Linked DNA regions of Zea mays: region 2 is linked to region 1. A link is a contact called in public Hi-C data. All regions are on one chromosome and are shown on one strand. The core of a region is the stretch at or near the end of the contact, and the rest is flanking DNA. Distances in the headings are between cores, read along the strand shown.

Region 1 (6,352 bases), core at 1,629-4,128:
TAATTTCCTACGAAGTTGTTCATCTTTTCTATAAATAGGTAAATAGTGTCCTACATAAAATTCACCTTTTCAAGCGCCTTAGCTTCGTCTTGATTAGCCTTCGAAGTATCTTCGAGCTATCTTGCGTAGAGAAGCTGAAGGTATATTTGTAAACTTGTTTAATACGAAGAGAAATGGAATAAAAATGCTAAGGCATAAGAGATGAGTCTTGTACTTCGTTGCTTATTAACATTTAATATTCTTTTGTTCACATTTCCTCTTGAGAATCTTCGTCTTCAAGCTATTACTAGGTTCATATTCTTAACTTTTGTTGACTTGTTTTTTATGTCATGTAGTAATCGAAAACAAGTGACCAATAGGGTGTTTGGTTTCTAGGAACTAATTTTTAGTTCCTTTATTTTATTCTATTTTAGTCCCTAAATTGTTAACTTTAAAAACTAAATCAGTTTCTAAATTTGGTAATTTAGAAACGAAAATAAAATAAAATGGAGAGACTAAAAATTAGTCCATATAAACCAAACACCCTGATCAGGACATCCCACTTGATAGCATTCATCTCAACATCGACCTCTCTTAGAGAAGGCATCAAAATTTAAAAATAACATTTGTTTAGCAGGCGACATGGAATCTGAGCTTTCAGGGACGGGACAATTCTATTTACTATTCGAGAAGTAATGAGATGAAATTATTTTTATTTGATTTCAGGACGTCGAAAGAGGGATCAGGATCAGTCACTTGATACCTAGGGCCCATCCGTTAGCCTTTTTTTCATTTTTTCTGTCCTTTACTACGCACACATTGAACGGTCGGGGTTGCAACATGGCAGCATTGGGACCGAAATGGTCAAATGGTCGTCGTGGGGCGGCCGATGCGACTCACAACTCACTATGAACAACGAGCTAAATATTAGATTGTGAAAGAAATATCTTTGCAAGTATTCAAAGTGATGATATTTTATACTATTTTCAAGAATTGAAGAGTCGAATGAAAAAGCTATCTTCACCAAAGTTCAAGTGATATATTTTTATACTCACTTATACATTTTTGTATTCATTAGTTATATTGTCATGTTGTATCTCTCATTTTATACAAATATTTAAGTTGCAATGTGTAGGTTCAAATTCACGTGCTAATGTTGATAAAGTTATTAGAGGCGGGGAAGGACCAAATCGTCTCTAATTAGGTATTTTTTATATTTTTAATTAAGTTTATTGTATTTTTAGATGTTGAATTGAAGTAAATACTATCTTAGTCTATGTTTGTGGTATATTTTGTTTTAGCGGTATATTTATCCGCACAATATATTAGGGGCTGTTTAAAGTAACCTTCAAGTTTTATAGAGTGGCCCGGGTCATTAATTTTATAGAGCTCCGCCACTAGATACGAGTGGGAGGCTTTGCGCATGCAACAAGTTTTACTCTATATAAAGATTAAAAGGATGATTTTTTATATATGAGTCTGTTAATAGAAACGTTTTAGCTTGATATAAAGCACAAATAAGTGTTTATTAGGACTATATAAATCATATTGACGATTTTATAGACATTAAAAAATTTATTGCACTCAATAAAAATATTTTTGTTGCATCGAAAAATATTTTGAATTATATATTTTAAGGCTATATATAGAGAGAGAGAGAGATAGAAGTAGCCTCTATTTTTGCTCAGGTTCCCAAAATAGAAGCGGCCCTGCTCCCTCGTGAGCTCACTCACATGGTGACGGGCGGATCTTGTGGGCATATGGTGGCTGGGCTGGAGGTCCCCCAGACGACGTTGGCCCTCACGCGTACGGCAGCGAGCTAGCTAAAGCTGGACCTTGCAGGCTTGCACTCGCGCGCCCACGTGACAACTACGTACGCCGGATCGAGCTTGGCGCTCACACTTGACACTCCACTCCTGCCGGCGTGTCGTTTTTCACGCAAACAAGTTCATGGACCAGATGTTCACAGAATATTAGATGACCCTGCCATAGCTGCCCCTGATCGCTTGCCAACCAAACACGAGACTAGCTAGCTAACATGAGATATCATACACACACCACCTGAAACGATCGGGCCATAGCACATAGGACAAAGCAGTGAAGTTGTTCACGCGGGCGCGCATGCACGATGGCTATCTGTTTGTTGTGGTCTCTTGTGCGTGCAGATCACGTCGTCGACGTCTCGTCCTGCAGTGACGAGCGTGTGAACCGGCCCCGTCGTCGACACGTACGTCGTAGTACGTACACATCACGCGCGACGCCTTGGCCAAACAACCAACCAACCTGACCTCCACGGAAAACTACAGGCGATATGGTCCAGATCCACAAGCCAGTACGTGCGAGCGGACCACAGATGGTGAGCAATATAATAATGACGATCCATCCGTAACCGCAAGAGAAATCGAAACGCCCATGTACGTAGGCCTCTTGCGCGCGCCCCCCGTTGCAATAATCATCGATGTCAGCTAGCTACGGTTCACTTTTGGCGGCACCGGCAACAAAGTGACGACGACGGCAAGCCACAGTGCACAGGCGCAGGTCGGTCAGCTGAAAACAGGATTAAATTAAACAAAAAACAATAGAATGGCTTCGCTCCAGTTCAAACTAATTCACACTGCACTGCATTTGTAGACTAGTAGTATAGTAATTTAATAGCGCACTACCGTTGCCTATCGACGTGGAACAGAAGTGCACGCACGCACGCCCCCGCCTGCCGGCGGCGTTAATCCGATCGAGGTGAAAATGACATTGTCAAATCATGATTAGCCGAAGCAGTATAAAAGACGAGCACACATGATGCGGAATTTTCCAACCATCATCCGTCGAAAGAACCATATAGCTAGACGTATTTGCCGCTAAAACAGTTATCGAGTGGGTCTCTAATTTTCACCGGCGACGATGACGCCAGGAGGAAGAAGGCGCAACAGCAGCGCTGTGGCAAGCCTGCTGGTGGTTCTGCTCAGCTTGGGAGCAGCAGCAACGGCAGTGCGGCCGGCTCCGCAGGCGGCACGCGCGGCGGCCAACAACGGCACGTGCCTGTCCAGGCTGGAGCCGTTCGGGTACAAGTGCGAGGAACACACCGTACGTATTAAAAGACAAAACAATGACGTCCGTCACACGGTTCTTGCCAGAAGATTGATTAATAGTTACTACTTCTCGATCAGGGGACAGCTAGCTAGATTACCAACCAGTACAGTAGTACATTGAGTGAGTGTCTGTTAATGCGTAGCGTAGGTGACCACCGCGGACGGGTACATCCTGAGCTTGCAGCGGATACCCGGCGGCCGCGGCCGCGGCTCCGGCCAATCGGCGGCCGGCAGTAAGATCCCGGTGCTGCTCCAGCACGGCCTCCTCATGGTAAAGTATATACTCCACTGTACTACTCCATCAAGCCATCGCTAATCTACACACTGATTTCAGCCACTAAATTGTCTGGCGTGGCCGCACCGCAGGACGGCGTGACGTGGCTGATGAGCTCCCCGGACGAGTCCCTGGGCTACATCCTGGCGGACGGCGGCTACGACGTGTGGATCGCCAACACCCGGGGCACCGTCTACAGCCGCGGCCACACCACGCTGTCCTCCAGCGACCCGGTTCGATTTTCCCGCCCGTGTCCGTGCCCGTGCCCGATCGCTTCGATTTCGATTCATGCATGTAACTTGCATTCTTCGCTGTCGCGCACGTGTTCAGGCGTACTGGGACTGGTCGTGGGACGAGCTGGCCAGCAACGACCTGTCGGCGGTGGTGCAGTACGTGTACGCGCAGTCGGGACAGCAGAGGATGCACTACGTCGGCCACTCGCTGGGGACCCTCATCGCGTTCGCGGCGCTCAGCCAGCGCCAGCAGCTGGGGATGCTCAGGTCCGCCGGACTGCTCAGCCCCATCGCCTACCTTGACAAGGTCACGTCGCCGCTCGCGCTGGCCGGCGCAGACGTCTTCCTTGCGGAGGTAAAACAAAAACAAACCAAACAAACAGCACGACCGGCCGGCTCCAAAACCGGCATACCAAAATCGGCATACAGAAGCAGTGATTAATGGAGTAACTTATAAATAATAATATAATGATACTAACTTGTTTATTTCAGGCTATGTACTGGCTCGGGCTGGATGAGTTCGACCCGACAGGGTAATTTTCTTTCCTTTTTTTTTTAAAAAAAATCTTTTTCTCACGCTCTGGTTCCACCTGATGATCGTCTCTCCATATGTTACGTTTACGTGCTAGCGCTTTTGTACAAAAGCAGTGATTAATGGAGTAAGGAAACAAAAAAAATGTCGCGTGCATGCATGCAGGGAACCTGTGCACAAGCTACTGACTGACATATGCTCGCAGCCAGGGATCGATTGCTACAGTCTGATGTCAGTGTTCACAGGTACACTAGTAAAGGATTATTTGCAATTAATTATCGTTCTTCACTTTGTTTCCTTTGGATTTTACCTCCCACGGAGCTTTGCTGGCGCATGCAGGTGACAACTGCTGCCTCGACAACTCCTCCGTTCAGGTCTTCCTTGCCCATGAGCCACAGGCTTCCGCGACCAAGAACATGGTCCATCTGGCTCAAAGTAAAGTCTTCCCTCGCTGGCTCCGAGGCTACTAAGGAACATGTACATATATATAATCACGTGCCCTTTAATTCACTCACCGAATTAAACCATCTCTCTCTCAACTGAACCGGTAGTGATCCGACGAGGAACGCTTGCCAAGTACGACTACGGCAACGCCGCGGACAACACGAAGCACTATGGGCAGGCGACGCCGCCGGCGTACGACCTCTCGGCGATCCCCGACGACTTCCCGCTCTTCCTCGGCTACGGAGGCAGGGACACCCTGTCGGACCCGCAGGACGTGAGCCACCTGCTCCAGGTCCTCAAGTCGCACCACGGCGACAAGCTCACGGTCCAGTACGTGGACGACTACGCGCACGCCGACTTTGTCATGGCTGCCAACGCGAGGGAGAGGGTGTATGCGCCCCTCATGGCCTTCTTCAAGCTCCAGGACAAATGATACTTGTCAATTAATAGCTCGATTGTAGCGTTGTTAATTAATCACCTGACATACGAAAATGAGCATAACTATATGTTATAATATTAGAGAAATATATATATCAAGATGTTGAATATGGTGATCATCGAGGATTTATGCCATCTAATTTTCCAAAACAAAATTCAAACTAACTGCGATCCTACATGGGTCAAAATAGTTGGAGACGCGCAGCAGCTTATATAGCCATTCCCAAATTAGTTATAAAACTAGACAGTAGACACTATCTTGTTAGACTACCCGTCTAGGATTCTAGGGTTTGGGGTATTCCCCATGTAATTACCGTCTCACCCCTCACTGTAATGGGCCTGGCCCAGTTACTAAGTCTATTAATACTACTCCCCATCCCTGGTTAGGGGCATGGGTTCCTATTCTCACATGGTATCAGAGGGCTAGGTTTAGGGTTTCTCTGTTTTTTTTTCCAGCCGCCGGCCACAGCCGATCGGTCTCCCTCCCAGCCGCCGCCGGCTCCAGCCGCCGGCCCCCCTTTCCCTCCCAACGCCGGCCGCCAGCCGCCACCCCTCCCTGGTGCGCCGTCGGGTGCGCCCACCCCCGCTCCAGTGCCGCCCCTCCCCTCCCAGAAGCCGCCGCCGGATCCTGCCGCGCCCGGCCCTACGCCCGAGCGCCCGCCTGGCGTTCCTGCCGCGCTCGCCTGGCGTTCCCAGGAGCCTCCGCTGCCGCGCCCCTTCGACGCCCGAGCGCCGACCCGCCGTGCTGCCAGCAGCTCCTCGTTCCCAGCAGCCGGCGAGGTGGGCGTGGCCAAGAAGCACCGCCTGACGTTCTCGATCCCGGGCCGGCCCCTGTCCGCGGCCGGCGAGGTGGGCGTGGCCATCCGCCACCTGCGCGCCGTGGACCCTCGCCGCCGTCTCCCTCTGCTCCCACCGGACCGCACACCTGCGCCGTCTCCTCCAGCCGCCGGGGCCGCGCGCGTCTTGTCTCCTTCCGCGCCAGCGCCGCCGGATCCGCCCCGGCTAGCTTCTTCCCCTTCACCGTCGGCCGGCGTCCAGCCGCCTCTCCTCCCCTGCCGGCCCCCTCAGCCGCCGGCCTTCCTCCTCTCCCCACCACCCGCGGCTCCCTGCTCTGGCGCCGGTGCCGGGCGCGCCACCCGCCGAGCCGGCCGCCCTGCGCCCCTGCCTTGCCGCGCCGCCCGTGCGCCGCTCCTTCCCCACGCCCCGGAGTCCGTGCAGCAGAGCTGCGCCCCTCCCCTCCGCGCTCCTCGCGCCGTTGCGCTTCTCCTACCAGCGGTGTCCCCACCCACATCGATTCCATGGCGTCACCCCCGCCCGTCGCTCTCGTGACTGTGCGTGTCCTCCTCCACGACGGCCAGCTCATCCG
Region 2 (6,784 bases), core at 3,818-6,317, 240 kb before region 1:
AGTCTGGTTTGCAGCCGGCTGCACCCAATTTTTTTCCTGTTCTTCTGGGCCGCTGCTCAGTCATCCGCGCGTAGTGTTTGTTTCGGTTTATTTTCAGTTTATGGACACCAAAAGCTACTTAAACGCTCAACTTTTTAGTCTTCTTATATGAAAATTACTTTAGTAAATATCGTAAAAAATCAATATAAACATAGAACCGAACTAATCGTTGTGATAGTAGGAAACCATAATTTTATATTTAGTTTAATTGACATTTTGACGTATCAAGCTAGAAATAAAAAAGATTGAGGTCCCGAGTTCTTTTTTCTCATTTAAGACTAAAATATCCTTCTAAATAGATCCTTTTCTCAAGAACGAGAAGCGGACTCAACTCCCCCTCTCCCTTCCCCCTGACAGTACGGTGTACATGGGGAGGGAGTAGCCGAGTAGGGATGGCAATTGGACCCGTGGATATGGATATCCGCGGATTTCGTACCTAGTGGATATGGATACGGGTAAAAAAACTTACCCGCGGGTCCTATTGGGTCGGATACCCGAAATACATCGGGTCAAATATGAATAAAATACTTTACCCACGGGTATCCAATAGATACCCGAAATATCAATATACCTCTTTAAAGGTGCTATATCCACTAAATAAGGCCCATAAAAGAATGAATCCAAAAAGATACACAACAATCGTAGCTTACTGCATGTTGCTACTTCACCATAGGCACAGACACGACCACGAGTTGCTGGTGCTACATGCTGTTTTTATTTATCAATTTATCATGGGGAATGTGTCGTTGATTAACGAATATTAATTTATGTTATGTTAATTGTCAATAGACCAATGAGACATTTACAATGATATGATTGTCAACTATCATGAAATCATTAAACTTTTATTCTCTGTACTCAAATTTAAATATATTGGATGTGATAATTATGAGTTGAGATACTGTATGGACGTTAGCCAAATATAGTCATTCTCGTGTTGCACTAGTGCTTAGGTGCAAACTAAAATATTGTACACTCACTAAATGTTATTTAGTCTACAGTACTCGATACTCGGTGGATATCCGGTGGGCACGAGTGCGGGTACAGTTTCTCGCTCGATTGGCTTGATGGGTATGAATATTTGTAGGAGTATCAGGTACAATTTCGGGTCAGATATTGTTATACCCGAACAAAATCCAACCCCTGCCATCCTTAGGAGGGGGGAGCCGCGCGTCCAACGGCACCCCCTCGATGCCCCACTCGCGTCGATGTGCAGATCAAATCCCCCACAGAGAGGGGAAACTCTAATCTCTCCGTCTCTACTAATTGATTGTATTCAATATAAAATTAACCTTCTAGAGTTATTTAGCAGATAACAATGTGTATTACGGTAGTACAAATATGGTTGTATTTTTAAAACTCTAAAAAATAGATGTATAAAAGATAAATAACCTAGTTAAATAGTTAAGGGGGAGTTGAATAGTAGGAATGGTTGGAGAGAAGAAGAAATAGGAAAAGAATGGTTAAGAGAAATGTATTTAAATATGAATAGAAAGTAAGAATAGTGAAATTTGAGATGGGAATAGTTGGAAATAGCCTCATGCACACCATCCAAATCATCACCCTATGCAAGACAAGCCAAGCTAAGCGTCACAGGCGCACCAAAGAAAAAAAATCGCTCGCGCCCAGATGCATGTACACTAACGCGCCACCATACAAACCAAGCCTCCGTTCTATACATGTCCAACGGGCCGGCCCAGACACGATTGGGCCCGGCACGATTGGGCCCGGCACGATTCAGTATCGTGTCGGATCGGGTTGGTCCGCAGACTGGTTGACGTGACCTAGACCCGACACTGTTATTCTTACACGGGCCATGCCGAGCCGGAGGCACAGTGAGCCTGTCGTGTCGGGTCGGGCCTAGACCCGTAAAAAAAACACTTCAAAATTCAGAATTTAAAGGTAATATTTAAATTTATTTTAGATTTAATTAATTATATTTATAATTTTAGATACTTACTTATACAAAGAATTTCAGATACACATATAAACACTTATCGCAGTTCAGAATGCTCTCATATAATAATAGAATCATTAGTATTATAACTAAAAACAGACTAACCGTTACAAAATCAGCCCCTCAAACGGGTTGTTATCGTGTCTACTCTTTAACCGAGCCGAGCCCGTGCCTGCACCGCGAACCAAACGGCCGACCCAAGCCCAGCAAGGCTATCGGGCCGATCCGACCCGGGCACACTTATAGTCAGACTGGATCGTGCTCGTGCCGGGCCACGGGAGCACAGTCCACGATCGTGCCGAGTCACGAGCCCACTGCTGGGCCGGCCCATGTGAACATGTATATACGTTCTCGAGCGGGCTGGCCCATTTGAACATGTATATGCGTTCTCGAGCGAGCCGGCCCATTTGCATTTGAACATGTATATGAGTTCTCGAGCTGCTGTACTGTGCTCTCGAGGTACTGTACTGTGCGAGGGCACTAGCAACAATTTTGCAATAATTTCGTACCCGGACAATTTCTCGTTTGTTTGGTACAAACATTCATTATGTTGTTTGTTTCAACAAAAAAACATCCACTAGATTTCTTTCCACGGGATGATGGGAAGATGTTGTCATGCTGCACAGAAACTACGTCTGTAGTAAGAATTTTAAGCTCAATCCATCCAGCACACACAAGAACGATGCAAACTATATAATTACCCAGTCAAGCACAATTTAGCAGCAGCAGCAGCAGCACTGTACTAATCATATGTGACAGCAAACTATCAACGAAGTATATATGCGATAAGCCATTATTACATGATCGACTACGCATAACAGAGATTTGCAACGAGGCCTTCCTCCAGCGGCTTCAGCGCGGGTAGGCGGCGATCTCGACGCCCTTGCTGCCGAGCGCCGACGACGGGGGCGCCTCGTAGGCGCTGAAAAGGCGGTACGAGGAGATGAGGGACAGGAGGATGAAACAGAGGACGGTGCCGAAGGTGATGGCGACGGAGGTGCGCGCCTGACGGCAGAAGCTGCCGAAAACGCCGCAAGCTTCACTCCACGTCACCTCCTTGTCACCGTTGTAGGCGAGGTACAGCAGCTCCGCCGCCGCTGCGCCCGCCGCCAGGATCAGGTACGTGAACACCTGCAGAATAAAAATGCCATGGATCACTCTCTCATGCTTTCACCAGTACGGTCATGTAAGCTCTTAAGAGGTTGGTTCTAACAAGAACCAAAACGTCCGCGTATATACGTGGCACTGGCATGAATTTTTTTTTTATCATAATGTATTAATCAAAACTGTAAATGTAGCCATTTATAGCAATAAGGTTCATCAACTGTTTGGTTAATCGAGATTACATATACATAATCTAAAATCTTAATGTAACTGAGCAACATATAATTATGAAGTATATATAGTAGCACAAGCATCAAATATGCTCACATAACCATATACTTATATTTTGGTAACACAAGATTAAACATGCACTTAATAGATTATATATTTGATGGCAGAACAAACATTACATTTTAGATAAGAAATTATATAGTTGACAGATATTAACAAAACATAGCCACTCTACAAATATGACATGCTATAGATTAACGGGTTATAACAATAGAATAATAAATTTTCTTTACAATAAAATATGTGAGTTTAAGTCTAAAAGTCTTTCTATAATAACATAGTCATGTTAAATATTTATAAGACATATCAATATTTGTACGGAACCATATTTTTTCTTTTTTACATACGTATTTTTTTACTAAGCCTTAGTTACATTTTTTCTTTTTTGCATATTTATTTTAACTATACACTGTTTAATAAGCCTCAACCAATTTAAATCATGTACTAAGTCATACTTATTCTATGAAAACTAAAAAATTTGACCATAGCACAAATATGCAAGTATGCAGCACGTGGCCTACCACACAAACTTTTTTCACAATTAGATCACTAGAACTACCAAATATAAATAAACATTTAAAAGCATAGATATACCTCTATAACAAAAACTATAAACTAAACCACCATATATTATAATTATACTAAACCACCATATATTATAACTATACTATATAAATGTATCTTCATAATCTAGCTCAGAAGAGTTCAGAAGAACTATTTAAGATATGTATTATGTAATTTTTCATAAATCATGTAACTTTATGAATTATGTATACTATATAGATCGACATATTATAATTGCTTTATATGAGTTATGTAATTTTTTTAATTGCTGAAACACTGAAGCAAGAAAAAAAATGGATGTAGAAATAAAACAAATCCAACGCATAAGCTGCCATACAGTCTCTGCCAGAGCTAATTTCTTTCCATGTGTTAATTTGTTTCTTCAGTCACGAGTTTCGCATGAGTTTTGTAGAACGAACAGATCCTCCAACATCATCAAAGTAATCCAGCCTTGATTATTGTAGGAGTAGGTCACAACAACAAAAATATAACGAACACATGAAGAATAAACTTTTGTACCGTCATATTACTCGTAAAATTCGTCACGTGATGTTGGCAGAAAAAGAAAAAAAAAAGATTCTTTGGAGCATTCTCAACTTGCTACTAGAACCGTGTGAAAAAGTGTGAGTAGAGCAGAGCAGAGACGGGAGGCAAGAACCGACCTGGTCGAGGAGGAAGACGAGCCAGGAGCGCGACACGGTGGCAGGCCTCGGCACGGCAGTGTAGAACGCGGATACCAGCGAGTAGGCAGCGCAGAGGCCGTTGGCGTAGACGAGGTACTTGAAGCCTCCCAGGTCGGAGTAGGCGACGGCGCCGTACTCGTTGCTCTGCTGGTTACGGAGCATGACGGTCATGGCGGCCACGCAGAGCCCCAGCGGTGCCGCGCGAAGCAGCGTCTCCACGGGCCGCACCCGCGCCGCCGCGGCCTCCCCTGCTGCCAGCTGCTGCTGCTGCGCCGCGTCCGCCGCCCCGGCTCCTCCGAGTCCGCCCACTGCCGCCGCCTTCTCCTCCGCCATCTTGGACATCTTTGTATTGTCTTCTGCTTTTTCTCTCCAGGAAGAAGACGAGGTACTTGCAGACAGGGCAGACAGCCAAGTTCTCCCGGCTCTCTCTGGAGAACTAGCAGGAAGGCAGGGGTGATACAGTGCATTTATGGGGAGGGGTGAGGTGAGGTAGTTGGAGCGCAGTGGGAGACTTGAATGCGCGGAGTTAATGTCGCGCGCGGTAGCAGTGCCGTATGGGGGCGATGGATGGATTGATTCCGTTGATCCCTATGCAGCCCCGGCTATTGGTGGCACAGCGCCCGGCCACGCCGTGCGTGCGTCGCGTCTAGCCGTCGGCATTAATCCGCGGCCGCGTGTAGCGCATGCCCGCGACGTGCGCGGCTGTGATGTGTCGCGTGGTCGCCTCGGGACGCCTGGGCCTGCTGGGAAACGGCCATTCTGTGTAGTAACTTGTGCTCGTTGCATCTGTGTATTTCCAAATTTGCACCGTTCTCTACACACAAAAAACAAGCCGTTCTAGACATAATTAAGAATACCATGGAGTAACTAATTATGGTATAATTTCTCCTGTTTTCCCTAATAAACACATTTTCGAACTTCTACCATTCAACGCACGCTTCCAACCAGACTGGCTGTTGGATCTTTTATGGATTTGGCTTATTTATTGAATAAACTCTATGGTGTGTAATGGTGGAGAATACCAATAGTACCACATTGGAAGGCCAAGAGTCTTTTGCCTTGACTTATATGGTGGGATTTATTGCATTTAACTTGAGAAGTCAAGAAATGGACAAGGGCGTGCCACACGCGCGCGCGCGCCGCCGCCGCGGCCGGCCGGCCGGGCGTGGCAGGCAGGCGAGCGGGCGCGGGCGTGGTGTGGTTGTGTTAATTTTTAGCACTCACTAACCGCGTACGTCAACCGAGTGACTCTGTCTCTTCGTCTGCCGAGTGACCCTGTCTCTTCGCCAGCCAGCCGAGTGACCCTTCTCCTTCAGCTGCCGACTCATGGCGTGACTCGGCGAGAGCTGGCCGACTCATGGCATAACTCGGCTAGAGCTGGCCGACTCTTGGCGTGACTCGGCGACCTTTCTCCTAGAGCTGGCCGACTCTCGGCGTGACTCGGCGACCTTTCTCCTTCAGCTTCCCTCTGCGAGAGGTTAAATAGAGGAGCACCCCTGTCACTCGGTACACGCGAGAAACACTTTTAGAATCACAGTTCAGCCGCCGAGTGAGGGTATTTCCATCTCGTGGCTCTGCGCGCACAGAGAGGCGAGAGGGCAGGTGCCTCCGAAGCCAGTGCCGTTCGAGACCTTGCACGGGGGATCGACAATTAGGTTTTTGGGGAGCGTCTACGCGACTGTCCAAAACATCTTCAACATGACAAAGGAAGCTGGCCAAGGATCTGGATCATCAGAGCGCATAGGAGGGTATGATCAGTTTATTTACTTACTGTTTTGTGTTCTGGAGATTATATATGTTTCATATTTTCATCTATGCTGTTTCATATTTACGAATGATTTTATCTTATCTGTTCTGTCTTATTATAATATGATAGATCTGTCTGTTTTAATTTTACAGTCATGCTATTTATGTTTCTATTTGTTTACTTTCATTTGTTCAGTCAGTATACATGTTTATCGTATTTATATGATTTATATAATTCACATGCTCTATGTTCTCTTGATTCATACTGGTATGGATCAATTTGAGATCATAATTTCTATGGTTAATTATTTGTTATATGTCATCATCATAATGTTGATTTATGGAATTAAAATAATACGGAAAATGCCTATAATTCTAACAATCCAAAAACCTAATGTTA

The links. A called contact is a pair of places that touch in the nucleus more often than the background predicts.
Region 2: a contact with region 1 is called in a Hi-C map of endosperm, with 7 times the contacts expected there. The contact joins the promoter of LOC100192537 here to the promoter of LOC103648785 in region 1. A contact is called at or near these places in 4 of 25 Hi-C or Micro-C datasets (ear, endosperm and leaf) and 1 of 3 datasets of contacts at active chromatin or transcription factors (leaf).

What each region holds. Positions count from the first base shown.
Region 1 is chr2:91,019,681-91,026,032 of Zm-B73-REFERENCE-NAM-5.0, reverse strand. It overlaps LOC103648785 (triacylglycerol lipase 2), which reads left to right and starts at 2,878. Exons shown (of 8, transcript XM_035965069.1): 1 at 2,878-3,060; 2 at 3,214-3,336; 3 at 3,432-3,572; 4 at 3,670-3,927; 5 at 4,065-4,105; 6 at 4,270-4,349; 7 at 4,444-4,539; 8 at 4,656-5,094. The coding sequence starts at 2,878. The coding sequence ends at 4,981.
Region 2 is chr2:91,261,123-91,267,906 of Zm-B73-REFERENCE-NAM-5.0, reverse strand. LOC100192537 (UPF0497 membrane protein 7) reads right to left here and starts at 5,067. Exons shown (of 2, transcript NM_001137756.1): 1 at 4,618-5,067; 2 at 2,678-3,127. The coding sequence starts at 4,980. The coding sequence ends at 2,849.